Linked DNA regions of Anser cygnoides: all the other regions are linked to region 2. A link is a contact called in public Hi-C data. All regions are on one chromosome and are shown on one strand. The core of a region is the stretch at or near the end of the contact, and the rest is flanking DNA. Distances in the headings are between cores, read along the strand shown.

Region 1 (4,123 bases), core at 296-2,795, 260 kb before region 2:
CCCAGGGCCACAGCTCCACGCGGCTGATCCTGGGTGAGCCATCCCCCCGGCACCCCCAGGCTCTGCCCGGGCTGGGGGGGCTCCCCAGTCACCCGAGGCACCCCCGCATCGCCTGCTGGCATCCCCCCTCCCTGGGAGCCCCGGGGCTGATTCACAGGGCTGCAGAGGAGGCAGCCGCCCCACGGCTCCGGCACAGCTGAACCAACAGGAATAAGGGTTTATTTAAAAGAAAAAAAAAAAATGTTGCAGAGAATAGAGCAAGGCCTTTGTCAGCAAAGCAAACAGTCGCGCCTGGAGCGGAGCAGTTGGGCAAGGGCGCAGCGTTGCTCCATCGCCCTATTTCTGGCCGAAACCGCAGGAGAAACGCGAGGCTGCCTTTGGGGCCGGCCGGACGTGCCGCAATCGCAGGGTGGGGGGCGTGGGGCCCTTGGGGGGGGGCAGGGGCCGCTCCCCGCGTGCGCGGCCCTGATAAGGCACCTGCCCGCGCGGCCGCCGCGCCGGGAGCCGTGGGCGCAGCTCCTGACCCCCTCCGTGACCCTCGGAATAAGTCACTTAATCTCCCCGCGCCTGGGTCTCTTGTCTGTAAAGTGGAGCTGATGATAATCCTGCCTTTGTCGTGGCTGCTCGGAGGCAGGGACCTGGCTCCCCGGGGAGGGGGAGCCCTGCTGATCCCCCCACCCCCCCCCACCCCACAGGCGCTCCAGGGAGGGGGACGGGAGCTGGGGAAGGGCAGCCCGGCCCCACGGGCAGTCAGCGCGGTGCAGGCACAGCCAACAGCGCAGGCACCTGCTGGAAATCCTTCCGGTGAGGGGCTTTGCCTCCTGCCTCAGTTTCCCCCCGTCCGAGCATCCCACCCTCCATCACGTGCGGCGTTGCCCGGAGCGAGCCCGTCCCGGCGCTGTGCCCGCCTCACGCCAGCCGTGGGCGCAGGGGCCGGAGCGGTGCCCGCCGCCGTGCCCTCTCCCCGCTGAGGTTCCCCCGCGCGCCTGAGCAGATTTGCGGTGATGGTTCCCAGGGCTGACGGCCCACAGCTGGCTGCCCGTCAAAAACCATCTGCGGCGGCTGGACCTCCGCCAGGGACCGCGGGGCTGGCAGGGCCGGGGGTGGCGGGGCCGGGCAGGAGCCCCCGGCCCCGTGGCGGCGGTGGGGACGGCTCGGCAGCGCGGCAGCGCCCGCCCGGGACGGAGGCGCGGGGCCTCGCATTTCAGGAACAGATTTGCAATTACACAAATCCCCGGCCCTGCCGGGCTGAGAGTGGAAACCCTGGGTGACTCATCTGCTTTGGCTTACAATGATCTCCTTTCTAAGACGATCATTTACATATGGTGGAATTTAAACCCCGGCTTGCCTACAACGGCTAATTCAGCCGCGCTCCTGCCCCTTCTCGCCTCTGCCTGCGCAGGTGCTGAAGCTGCGCGCCCTGCCTGCGTTCCCTGCCTGCGTTCCCTGCCTGCGTTCCCTGCCTGTACGCACTGCTTGTGTTCCCTGCCCGCACGCCCTGCCCGTACGCCCTGCCCGTACGCCCTGCCCGCGTGCCCTGCTCATGCACCCTGCCCGCACCCTGCCCACGCCCTCCCCAGGAGATGGGTCCCTGCCCGCCGGCCCCAGCCTGCCGTTCCTATTAGGCTTTAATCCCCCCAAAAAACCCCGGGGAAGGCTGCCCCGATCCCACGAGGTTTGGGTACAGCCGGTGGTGCCCCTTGGACCGCCCCGGCTCTGCTGCTCCGGTGCCGGATCCCTGGCCGGTGCCGTGCCCGAGCCGTGCGCGCCGGGTGCATGGGTGTTGCTGCCTCGGACGAGCTTTCCCAATACTTACTGACTCCACTGAATTAATATTTGCACAGGGTCAGGTGTGATAGAGAGCATGTGTCAAGGGCATGCACAAACACATACGTGGCGAAGGGCTGCAGGCAGCCGTGGCGCTGCTGGTGGGAGCTGACTTCCAAACGACCTTTCCTGGCTGGCAGCTTTTGGCTTAAAAGAGAGGAACTGGCCCCAAAACGGGGAGTGGGCATGTGGGGTGCTGACAGGGCTGGGCTAGCCGCCCCCCACAGGAAGGAGAGGGGCTCGGACCCCCCATGCCACCGGAGGGGGGGCACTGGGGACTCCAGGGAAGCTCGGTCCCGGCTCTGCGGTGACCAGTCGGCACACCACGCAACGCCTGGGTGTTTGCGTTCAGCCAAAAACCCCTCTCTGCTTTTCATTTGAGCCAGAGCCCCGCGAGCTGCCTGCAGCGGCTTTGTCCGAAATAGTTGTTCAAAACGCGATTGCAGCAGAATTCACTTCCTCCTTTGCAAAAAGGGGAAAAAAAGCAGCGAGCCAGCCAACCGTCCTCGAAACCGGAGCTGGGTCTGGGCCCGGCTTCGGGCTGCTCCGGCGCGCTGGTGATGCTGAGCGCCCCGAGCCCGTGCAGGGCGTCCTCCGCGTGCCCCCGGGAGCGGCTCGGGCCCCTCGGGGTGGCCCAAGGGTTTTGTTCCGAGCAGGCGGACCCGCAGCAGGTTTTTCCTTCTGCTCCCTCTCCCCTCCCTGCCACTTAAGCCGACAGAACCGGCTGAGCCGATCGGTCGTGGGGCGGGCGCTCGCCTGCTCCGCGCCTTTCGGCCGCGCGCACCCCGGGTGCCTTCGCAGCGCGGCGCTGGGACCGGGCAGGATCGGCCCCGCAGCGTGGCAGGGCGGGCGGCCGACACGGGGCGGACAATGGGGGGTCAGGGAGGTTAAACGGCGACTAATTCGCCCTTTCAGCATCTCCCTCTGCTTCCCGGTGACGCCCGCATTGTCGGCGCTGACACCGGCCCGCGTCCCTTGGCCGGTGGCACAAGGCAGGGGGTCCAGGGCGCGTCCCCGCGCGGTGCCAAGTGGCAGGGACAGCGCTGCTGGCCCTGCATGGCCCCGGGGGAGCAGCGCCAGAGGGGGCCAGGACCCCCGTCCCACCAGGGTGCTGGCCTGGGAGGGCGAGGGGTGCCGGGTGGCTCAGCTGGGGACGTTGTGATGGGCTCCTTCGTCCCTGCGGGACCAGGAGGGGGACGGTGCCACGCGAGGTGCCCCGGGGCATGGCTTTGGTGTGCCGCAGCGGGAGGGCTTCAGCACGTGGCTGTGGCCGGGCTCGGTGCGGATGCTGCGAGGTACTGGGGGGGATGTGGCTGTGGTGGCGCTTGGGGTTTTCACAGGTGCCGGTGGCCTCGGGGGGCGGGGGCAGCCCAGTCCTTTGAGGAAATCGGGAAATTGGGAAATTATCCCCGTGGTGCAGGAGCAGTGACACCTCTGAGGGGGTCCCCAGGGCCTGCCACCCGCCGGGTCCTGCAGCCCCCAGCTCCTCCCAGGCCCGAGAAGGGGACCGGTGGGGGACAGGCACCTGCGGCGGGGCCACGTCCCCCCGGTGCGGGAGGTGGCCGACCTGTGGAGGGGACAATGCTGGGAACCGGAGGGAACAATAGAGCCGACGGGAAGCGCGGCACCGACGACCCTGTAAACCTCTCCCAGCAAACGTACCCAGGCTCCCCCTCCGGAAAGGGGCCCTCGCCCGGCTGCCCCCGGGGACGGGGAGCGCCCGCGCCGCCCCCCTGCGCCCCGCCACGCTGAGCTCAGGCGGCAGGAATCCGGCCGGGCCGGTCAGCGGGCTCCCTGCGGCACGGCCGCCCGCGCGCCCTCGCTGCTGCCGGAGAGGCTGCCCCGGCCCCTGCTCGTGGGGAGCCCCCCCCGCCCCTCTGCTGATTCCCGGCTCCACCGAACCCCGCTTTTGGGGAGGGGGCTCGGCACTGGCGGGGGTGCCACGTGCCCCCGAGGGGCTGCCGGGGGATTAGGGGCACGCGCGCAGGGCAGGGCCGGGAGCAGCCCCTCCAGCGGGAGGTGACCCCGTCCCTAAGCCGAGCTCTTTATCTGCCCGCGGGATCGGGGACGGGGACGTTCGCCCTTCGGCTGCTGGGGGGGGCCGGGGGTGGAAAGGGAATCGGCCCCGCGCATCACGCGGTCTGGCCGATACGAACCTGATACCCCGGCACAGCTGCTGGGCGGGCGGCCCCTTCCGCGGCCCCCCCCGGCAGCCCCACGCCCGCCGAGCCGGGGGGGTCGCGCCGGTGGTGCCGCCGTCCCCGCAGGGCTGCGCTCGCCTCGACCGGGGCACTCC
Region 2 (4,026 bases), core at 115-2,614:
TCACTGCCCACCTCGCGTATTTCAGCGTGGTGCTGAGGGCTGGTGTGCTGCCTTCGGGAAAAAAATATTATCATTTATACCATGTTTGGTACCGTAATCTCTGTCACTGGAGGCTCTTTTTTATTTTTTTATTTTTAACAACAACAACAACAAAAAGGGTGAGACAAACATCTGTCAGGAGCGGGGTTGCATGATTCAACAGCCGAGCTGATCCCCGCAGTCCCTCCGGCCTCCTGTGATTTATGACTGAGCGATGATCGCACACCACAGCCTACAGACGTGAAGGCACGGCCTCCGCTTTGAGGAGCACGTAGTCCGAGCCGCCTATTTGGAGTCCTTGACGAAGCCACGGCGCTTTCACCATATTAGGTCACCACGAGCACCGCCGTCCCTTCTCGTCGGGCACCCAAAGGCGACGGAAAATGGGCTCGGGCGCAGGAGCCTGAGCCTGTGCAGGCGGCTCAGGCGTGCAGCCCTTCTGCAGGGCGCTGCACATGTTAGTGCCGCGCGGTTCCCTTGCTGCATGGCTTCCTCGCTGCATCGTTCCCTCGTTGTCCCATCGAGCAGGGCCGGTGCCAGCCTCTGCTGCAGGGAGGTTTGCTCCAGGGAGGCAAAGCAGGCGTTACGCCCAATTAACTGCCCTAACAACCTGCGAAATCTGCCGGGCGAGGTATTTACTGAGCTACTACTCCCAGCGCCGGTTTCAGCCGTAGGTAGCCCTGCGGTGTGTGTCGAGGTTTCCCTGTCCTGGGTCCATCCTGGGGCCCGTGGTGCTGGGCACGACCGCCGGCTCGGAGCAGGGGCAGCTGCCCGCAGCCTGCAGCGCCAGACGCTGCGCCTAACGCCCTGGGTCAGACGGGGAACGAGCAGATCTGGAGCACGCGAAACCTCCCGAGAGCAGCAGAACTGGGGCGGCAGCGGGGGGCAGCGCGGGCGATCTTGGTTAATAGAGCAACTCTGTCGGTGTCAAAGGAAGGGCATTGATGTGCACCCAAAGCATTATGCCCCCTGCTTTTTGTGGACAGATCCAGCCTCTGCTGGGGAGAGCTGCAGTCCCCATACACCAGTCCCATGGGGAGAGCTGCAGTCCCCATACACCAGTCCCATGGGGAGAGCTGCAAGCCCCATACACCAGTCCCATGGGGAGAGCTGCAGTCCCCATACGCCGTCCCCACAGCCTTTGGTCCTGCTAGAACTAAAACACCCCTGAAGCAGCGCAGGGAAACAGCTCCATGTGTCAAGGTCACTTTATCCGCCCTTATCACGGACCAGAAATGCTTATGTTAACGTGTCCCTAATTTAATCAGAATGCCGTGCTGGGGATGGGAGCTCAGGGCTGCGCTGTCATCTTCCCCTCTTGAAGGGCAAAAATCAATTTGCGGTCTCATGCGGCTCACGAGCCCACCCTCCTCGCTCCTCCGGGCCACGGCTGGTGCACAGGCAAAAACCACGCAGCCCCACGCAAAATTGGCCAGAATCGAAAGGTAACCCGGGCTTGTTCAGTAACTCAGACTCCCTTCAAATTGGGAAGCGCTCATTTTATTTGCACAAAATATTGTACTACTTTATCTGACTATTCAGAGTTTCATCTCGGTTTTAAATATTGCACTAATATTTTCCAAATGTTGAACCTTTTCTTCTCGTTTTACTGCAGAGTGTACCACGTGCATTTCATTACCAGTAGATCGTATATATGACGCATATTATTATAATTACTTAACGTTCGTATTCCGCTCTCAGGACTGGGAAGTTAATTAGTTTTTTTCACAGTTTTGCCAGTAAGAAAATGCTACTACTACTAGATTGATGTCTCATCAGTGTTGTATTTTTACGTGTTTTGAGCACCCCGGCGGTGGTGCTGTCCCTGCTGGCGCTGAGCTCGGCACAGCCCCGGTGCTGTAGTGCCGCAGCACCGAGCCCGCAGACGGCGTGCTGCTGCTGAGGAGGAACGAAACAGCAACAACTAAACTAACTAAAATAGCGCGTACGGCAGCAGAGATTGGGGCAGAGAGCAATACCGAGATTCCTCTGCATCTCGTAATTACTACACCCGGCTGTGTACAAAACAAACTGCGGGGCCCAGTCGGTGTGATAACAAAGCAGAGAGGAACAGCCCCGCTGAGAGCAGGGAGCGGGCAAACGCTGCTTTTCGGAACCATGGTGGGCAGAAAACTTTGCATTTTGCTGTGGTTTATTTTTGACTCTTTCCATTTCCATGCTCAGGTAGGAAACCGGTGACGGTGCCGGGGGGCGAACACCCCCGGTGTCACTGATCCCGTGCTGCCCTGCGCCGAGGACGCCCGCGGCCGTGGCGGTGTCGGGGGGAAGGAGGGAGGCCGGGCACTGCGAGCTGCAGGGGAGGGACGTGGCGGCCTCCGCAATGCACGGTGGCGGTTTTGAGGCAAAACTGCAGCTTTGGGAGGAAAAGCTGGGAAACTGGTAGCGCTTTTCAAACCAATGCAGTCCCATGCACAAGTGCATGTTCACCTCAGTTAGGGCCCTGTGGGAAGCCTTTAACGCAGAGACATTTTCACGTTAGAACCCCCCAGTCTGGGCCCTTAACCACTTCAGTGCAAAACAGAGAAGTTTTCATTTTTCATTTTTATTTTTATTTAATTAAAATGTTTGTGCTTTGGAACCAGTAACGAGGCTCTCCCGCCCCACAGGGCGACCGCCGGGCACCGGGGATGAAGGGGCGGCGGGGACACGCGGGGACGGCCCCGACGATGAGGGAAGGGGCGAGGGGCCGGGAACGGGCCGGGCCGGGCCAGGCCGGGCCCAAGATGGCGGCGGCCCCCTCAGGCGGCCCCTTTGTCTGCGGCCGCCGCATTGCTGCGAAGGGCGCGAAACTGGGGCAGCGCCGCCACGCCCCCTCGGCGTGCGGGCCGCCAATGGGCGGGGCGGGGCGGGGCTTCGGGGGGCCCCAGCGGCCAATCGGCTGCCTCCACTTCCTTCCTTCTCACAGGGGCTCCCCCGGCCGACAGCCGCCGCGCTGCCGGCCAATCAGCGCCGGCATCCACGCCCCACCCCCACGTGGGAGGAAGGGGGGCGGGGGGGGACGCAGCGGTTTTGTTTTCGATCCCCCCCTCCCCTCGCCGCGCGGTGGGGCCTCATGAATATTAATGAGGCGCGAGCCAATCAGGCGGTGGCGCTTTGGCGGCGCCGCTCGCCCCGCCCTGCGGCGGCGGCTCGATCTGCATATGCATGAGGGGGGCGTGGCCCCGCGCGAAGCTTTATAAGGCGCCGCCCCGCCAGCCTCGGCGCTCATCGTGCTGAAGCTTTGGGGGCGCTGCGTGGATCCCGCGGCTCCGCAGCACCGGTAAGCGCCCGCCGCCGCTGTGGGCGGGCTGCGGCCGGCCCGGGGGGTCAGGGCGCTGCGGCCGGCGGTCGTGTGTGGCCGGAGCGGGCCTGGCTGGGCACAGGGCTCCGGAGCCGGGCTCCCGGCCCGGTGTGGGTGCCCTCCGCGCGATCTGGGAGCCGGGCGGAGCCGTCTCGGTGGGCCCCTGAGGGGGGGAAGGGGCGCGGGGAGGGCCGCGGTGCGCCCTCGGAAACAAAATGGCGACGGGCCTCGGCCGTGCAAAATGGCGGCGGGCGGGAGGAGGGGCGGCACACTGCGCCTGCGCGGGGGGGCGGGGCGGAAGGGGGGCGGGGGTCCCGCGGCCGGGCGGGGGTCGGCGCGGGGGGGGGGGGGGGGGGGGCCCCTGTGGGAGCGCGCATGCGCGCTGCGGCCCCGGGCCTGACGGGGCCTCGGGGCTCTCAGGGCCTGGCGGGGCGGCCCCGGACCCCTCGGGAGGCCTCGGCCCCGGGCCCGGCCCCGGCGGCTGCTCCGGGCTCCGCAGCGGTCACTCGGTGGAGCTGGGTCCGTTAAGGGCGCCAGGCTGCTGGTGGGGAGCCGAGGTTAACGCTTGAGGCGGCGGGGAAGCGTGTCTGGGCGGCGCTGACCGCGGTGTGTTGGCTTTGCAGGTCGTGATGGCATCAGACGAGGGGAAGCTCTTTGTCGGCGGGCTGAGTTTTGACACCAACGAG
Region 3 (4,215 bases), core at 574-3,073, 390 kb after region 2:
CCCCCCTGGCCGGCGGCCCCCTCCTCGCCGCCTTCTGCCGCCTGGCCGGGGGGCAGGCAGCCGCTCTCGTCTTCCTCTTCCTCACGGCGCTGCTCTACCTGGCCGGCAGCCTCGTGGCCCTCAAGATGTGGAGGCACGAGGTGGCCCGGAGGCGTCGGGAGGCTCCCGTGAGTCCCTTTGTCACCGGGAGGCTGGGGGGGCAGCCCGCGGCAGGCTTCTCACGACCCCCCTTTCCCTTTGTATCTTGAAGCCTCCGCCGGCCCGAGCCAAGCGCATCGCCTTTGAGGATGAGGTGGGACCCCCGGGGAGACCCCTGGGGAGGGCCACGGCTGCCAGCGCCTTCACCGAGGGGGGTGAGAGGTTGGGGGCCTTGATCTGCTCCATCCCCCCCGGGCTCGTGCCGCGGCCGTGCACTGTCCCGGACTACGTGGTGTAAGTGACCCCAGGGCAGGGGACGGCCACGGGATGGGGTCCCTGGGGGTCCGGAGCCCCCCCGTGCCTCCGTGCTGGGGCACAGCTGGGCTTCCAGCCCAGAGCGGGGACCCCCCCGAACTTCGTAACCCCCCCGTGGCCGTGCAGAAAGTACCCGGCGATCCGGAGCGGGCGGCAGCGGGAGGAATACCGGGCTGTGTTCAGCGACCAGCACGCCGAGTACCGGGAGCTGCTGGGCGAGGTGCGGGAGGCACAGCGGAGGCTGGGGGAGCTGGAGGCCGCCGCGCGCCGCCTGCCCCGGCACGCGCTCGGCAGGACGGTGGGTGTCCCACGGGCGTCACGAGCGGGCAGGGCTCAGCACCGGGCCGTGCCGGCGGGGCTGGGGACGTTGGGCTGCGTCTTTTCGCCCCGCAGGATGAGAGCAGGGTGGCCCGCGTCTGGCGCGAGGTCCTGAGGAAGAAGAGGGTGAGTAGGGGGTCAGGATTCGTGCGCTCGGAGCCACGCTGGGGGGGGCGCGAGCTTCCCTGCCATCCCGGAGCATGGGGGTCCCGGGCACCCGTGGGACCCCAGCGCTATGGCGGGGTCTCTCCGGGCTGAGCACAGCGCCGCTGTCTCCCGCCGGCAGGATTCGGCCTTCCTGGAGAAGCAGCGGCGCTGCCGCTACCTGAAGAAGAAGCTGACGCACATCAAGAGGCAGATCCAGGACTACGACCGCGGCGCCCGCGGCAGCGCCGTCTACTTCTGAGCCCGCTCACGAGGACCTCTGGGGACGACAGCCGGGGACCCCGGGGCTCTGCCAGGTCCCCCCACCCCCACCCCGAGCCCTGGGGACCCCGCAGGGCTCAGCACCGGGGGGTGACGGTGCTGCGGGGGCGAGCAGGAGGCACCCGCTGCCCCCCACCCACCGCACCCACCTGGGCACGGGGAGCAAACCTGCGGGTTTTGGGGTGCCTTTGGTGGCCCCGCACCCGGCGTGGATTCGGGAGCACCCAGAGGGGTGCAGCTGCGGGGGGGGGGCGGGAGGGGAGGGGGGCAGAGCTGCTTTTAATAAAACCCGTGATGTTTTTCGGGGGGCTTCAATGCGTGTCCTGGGGTGCCCGCGGATGATGGAGGCGGGGGGGCTCCACCAGCTGGCAACCCCCCCCCAGGGACGCTCCTGTCCCCTGGGATAGCGAGAGGAGCCCCGGTACCCAACAGGACCCCCCCCAGTGCCACGGCTCCGGATGGGGGGGGGGGGGGGGCACGGCCCTGGCCTCTTTGCGCCCCCCCAGCCCCCGGGGACCCCGAGCCCTCCCCCCCCCCCAGCGGAACCGCCGCGCGTGTGAGCCCCCCATAGCCCCCCCCCCCTCCCCGGAGCCGCCGAGCCCCCACCGCCACCTCCCCCCGGGCGGGGGCCGGGCGGGGAGCAGCGGGGCCGCCCCCGGGGCTCCCCCCCCGGAGGCGGAAACCGGGGCCGGTTCCCTGCAGCGCCCGGCGGCGGCGGTGCCGCTGCTCCCGGCTGCCATTTTACGGGAACAAAGAGGCGGGGGGGCGGCCAGGTAAGGGGCTCCGGGACCGGTATCGGGGTGGGGGGGGGTCCCCAGGGGCTCGGTCCCCGCCGCACGCCGGGGGGGGGGGGGCTCGGGGAACCCCCGGGGGCTCCGTCGGGACCGGAGCGGGCGCGCCCGGTTCCCGGAGCCGCACCGGGCAGGTGGGAGGCGGCGGCGGCGGCGGCGCTTCCCGGGGCTCCGCGGGAGGTTGGGGGGGTGCAGGGGTGTGGGGGCGGACCCCGAGCCCCCCACCTTTAAAAAAATAAAATAAAAAATCCCCCAAAAAACCAGCGCGGGGACGGCGCTGCCCCCGTCGGGACGCGGACACCGGGGTTGAGCCCCGGTGGCGGGGAGGGGGGCGCGGGAGCTGGGGGGTCCCCGGGGGCGGGGGGGGGGGTTTGCAGCTCCCCTTGCTGCTGGGTCTCCCCCCACGCCAGCCCAAGGCTTTGGGGCTGCGCAGAGCTGGGGGCAGCGTGAGGATACCCGAGAAAAAAGCCGCGGGCACCCCGGGAGGTGCTGCCCCGCTCCTCCAGCGCCGCGCTGGGGCACGGGCTTGGGACCACCCTCGTTTGGGGCGAAGGGACCGAGCCCCTGGCCCCCAGGTGGCCACGGACACCCCGGACCCGCTGCCACCTGCCCCCGGCTTGGGTTTCCCATGCAGGGTTCAGGTTCCTCCCCCCCCCTCCACGCTGCGTCCCGCTCCGGCGATGCCCGCCGGGGGGGTCCCCGCTGAGCTCTTGGGGTTTTGCTTTTCGTGGGGTGGAGAAGGGCGGCTCTGTGCAGCCCGGAGGTGGTGGAGCAGCGCCAGGAGCCCGCTGGGCTTTGCAGAGCCCCTGCTTTGCCCCCCAGCCCCCTCGGAGGGGTTCCCCGCTTCCAGCAGCGTTATCCTGGCGTTTCTCCCCGGCCCTCCAAAACGCTCCCGGCGGTGGTTTGGCTCGGAGTAAACTTGTGGGAAAGCAAAGCCAGAAGGTGTTTTGGAGAGGCCAACCGCACGGAGGAGGGCAGGAACCGGAGGCAGGGAGCGACTGTGGGGCTGGGGCGGCCCTGTTGGGGCGGGGGTCCCGGGCGGGCGGCGCCTGGCTCCATGCGGCAGCTCTCCAGCGGTGGCAGCGAGGAAACGCGTCACCCCCCTTTGATCTGCCCCCATTTACCGCTTTTCACTGCGGTGTTGGTAATGTGCCCTGTGTTATTATTATTATTATTATTATTTTTTTAATCCAACCGGAGCTGCTTACGGAGAAACCCTCAGGGTTAGCGCTAGCCTTGGGTAAGAGCTTTTCTGGTTTAATTAGGGTTTTAAACAATCCAATGCATTCAGGCGGCCGCAGTCGGGTGGGGGCCGGGGCCGGCAGCGCGGGGTCCCCAGCGCGGGGCAGGGCTGGGTGTGCAGGGAGATGCCCCGTGACTCACTCGCCTCCCTTCTCCACCCCACACCTCAGTTTCCCCGTGAGCAGAGGTGACTCCCGTGGCGTGGCGTCGGGCACGGGCGGGCGCTTGTTTACGGTGACGGGAGGCCAAAGTCCCCACCGGGCGCGCGGAGACGTGGAAACCCGGCGGTGCCGCGCGCGCCCGCCTCGCTCCCGCAGCTCCGTCCGTCTCCCCCCAGGCTCTCCCCACCGCCACCATGTTCAGCAAGAAGTCCTACGACGGCCCCCCCATGAGTTACGGCTCCCCCACGGGCTACGGGCCCCCGCCGGGTGATTACGGCTACGACTACGGCACCCGCTCGCCCCCGCCGGGCTCCTACTACATCGAGGATGCGCCGCAGCACTTCTACAAGTGGACCTCGCCGCCCGGCGTGGTGAGGATCCTGGAGGCCGTGATCATCATGCTCTGCATCGCCATCTTCGCCTGCGTGGCCTCCACCCTCGCCTGGGACTACGGCTACGGCTTGGGGGGGGTTTTCGGAAACGGGCTGGGCGGCTACTACGGCTCCAGCTACTACGGCAGCGGGCTGGGCTACAACTACGGGTACGGGGGCTACTACGGCGGGGTCACCAACCCGCGGACGGCCAACGGCTTCATGATCGGCATGGCCGTGCTCTGCTTCCTGGCCCAGCTGGGGCTCCTGGTGGCCAGCATCAGCAAGTCGAGCAGCTCGCGCTCCCGCCGCTTCTACCTGGTGGTCATCGTGGTGTGCGCCGTGCTGGCCTTCGTCATGCTCATCGCCTCCATCGTCTACGTCGTGGGCGTCAACCCCCAGGCGCAGATGACCGGCAGCTACTACTACAGCCCCTTGCTGGCCATGTGCAGC

What was found. A called contact is a pair of places that touch in the nucleus more often than the background predicts.
Region 1: a Hi-C map of liver shows a contact between it and region 2, with 1.6 times the contacts expected there. The contact joins the enhancer-like site here to the promoter of CIRBP in region 2. A contact is called at or near these places in 2 of 7 Hi-C or Micro-C datasets (both in liver).
Region 3: a contact with region 2 is called in a Hi-C map of liver, with 5 times the contacts expected there. The contact joins the promoter of OCLN here to the promoter of CIRBP in region 2. A contact is called at or near these places in 2 of 7 Hi-C or Micro-C datasets (both in liver).

The regions. Positions count from the first base shown.
Region 1 is chr27:613,751-617,873 of Taihu_goose_T2T_genome, forward strand. The region is part of intron 3 of ARID3A (AT-rich interaction domain 3A); the gene reads left to right. Among named protein-coding and RNA genes, the nearest start is that of ARID3A, 12 kb to the left of the region's middle. Within about 2 kb of position 1,546, at least 2 of the 3 cell types and tissues checked have open chromatin away from gene starts, as enhancers often do. A contact at or near this core is called in liver, where this site is marked.
Region 2 is chr27:875,252-879,277 of Taihu_goose_T2T_genome, forward strand. It overlaps CIRBP (cold inducible RNA binding protein), which reads left to right and starts at 1,365. Exons shown (of 6, transcript XM_048051980.2): 1 at 1,365-1,484; 2 at 3,964-4,026. The coding sequence starts at 3,970.
Region 3 is chr27:1,262,126-1,266,340 of Taihu_goose_T2T_genome, forward strand. OCLN (occludin) reads left to right here and starts at 1,824. Exons shown (of 8, transcript XM_066983783.1): 1 at 1,824-1,970; 2 at 3,568-4,215. The coding sequence starts at 3,586. It overlaps OCEL1 (occludin/ELL domain containing 1), which reads left to right. Exons shown (of 5, transcript XM_048052460.2): 1 at 1-167; 2 at 251-432; 3 at 580-751; 4 at 847-897; 5 at 1,058-1,635. The coding sequence ends at 1,177.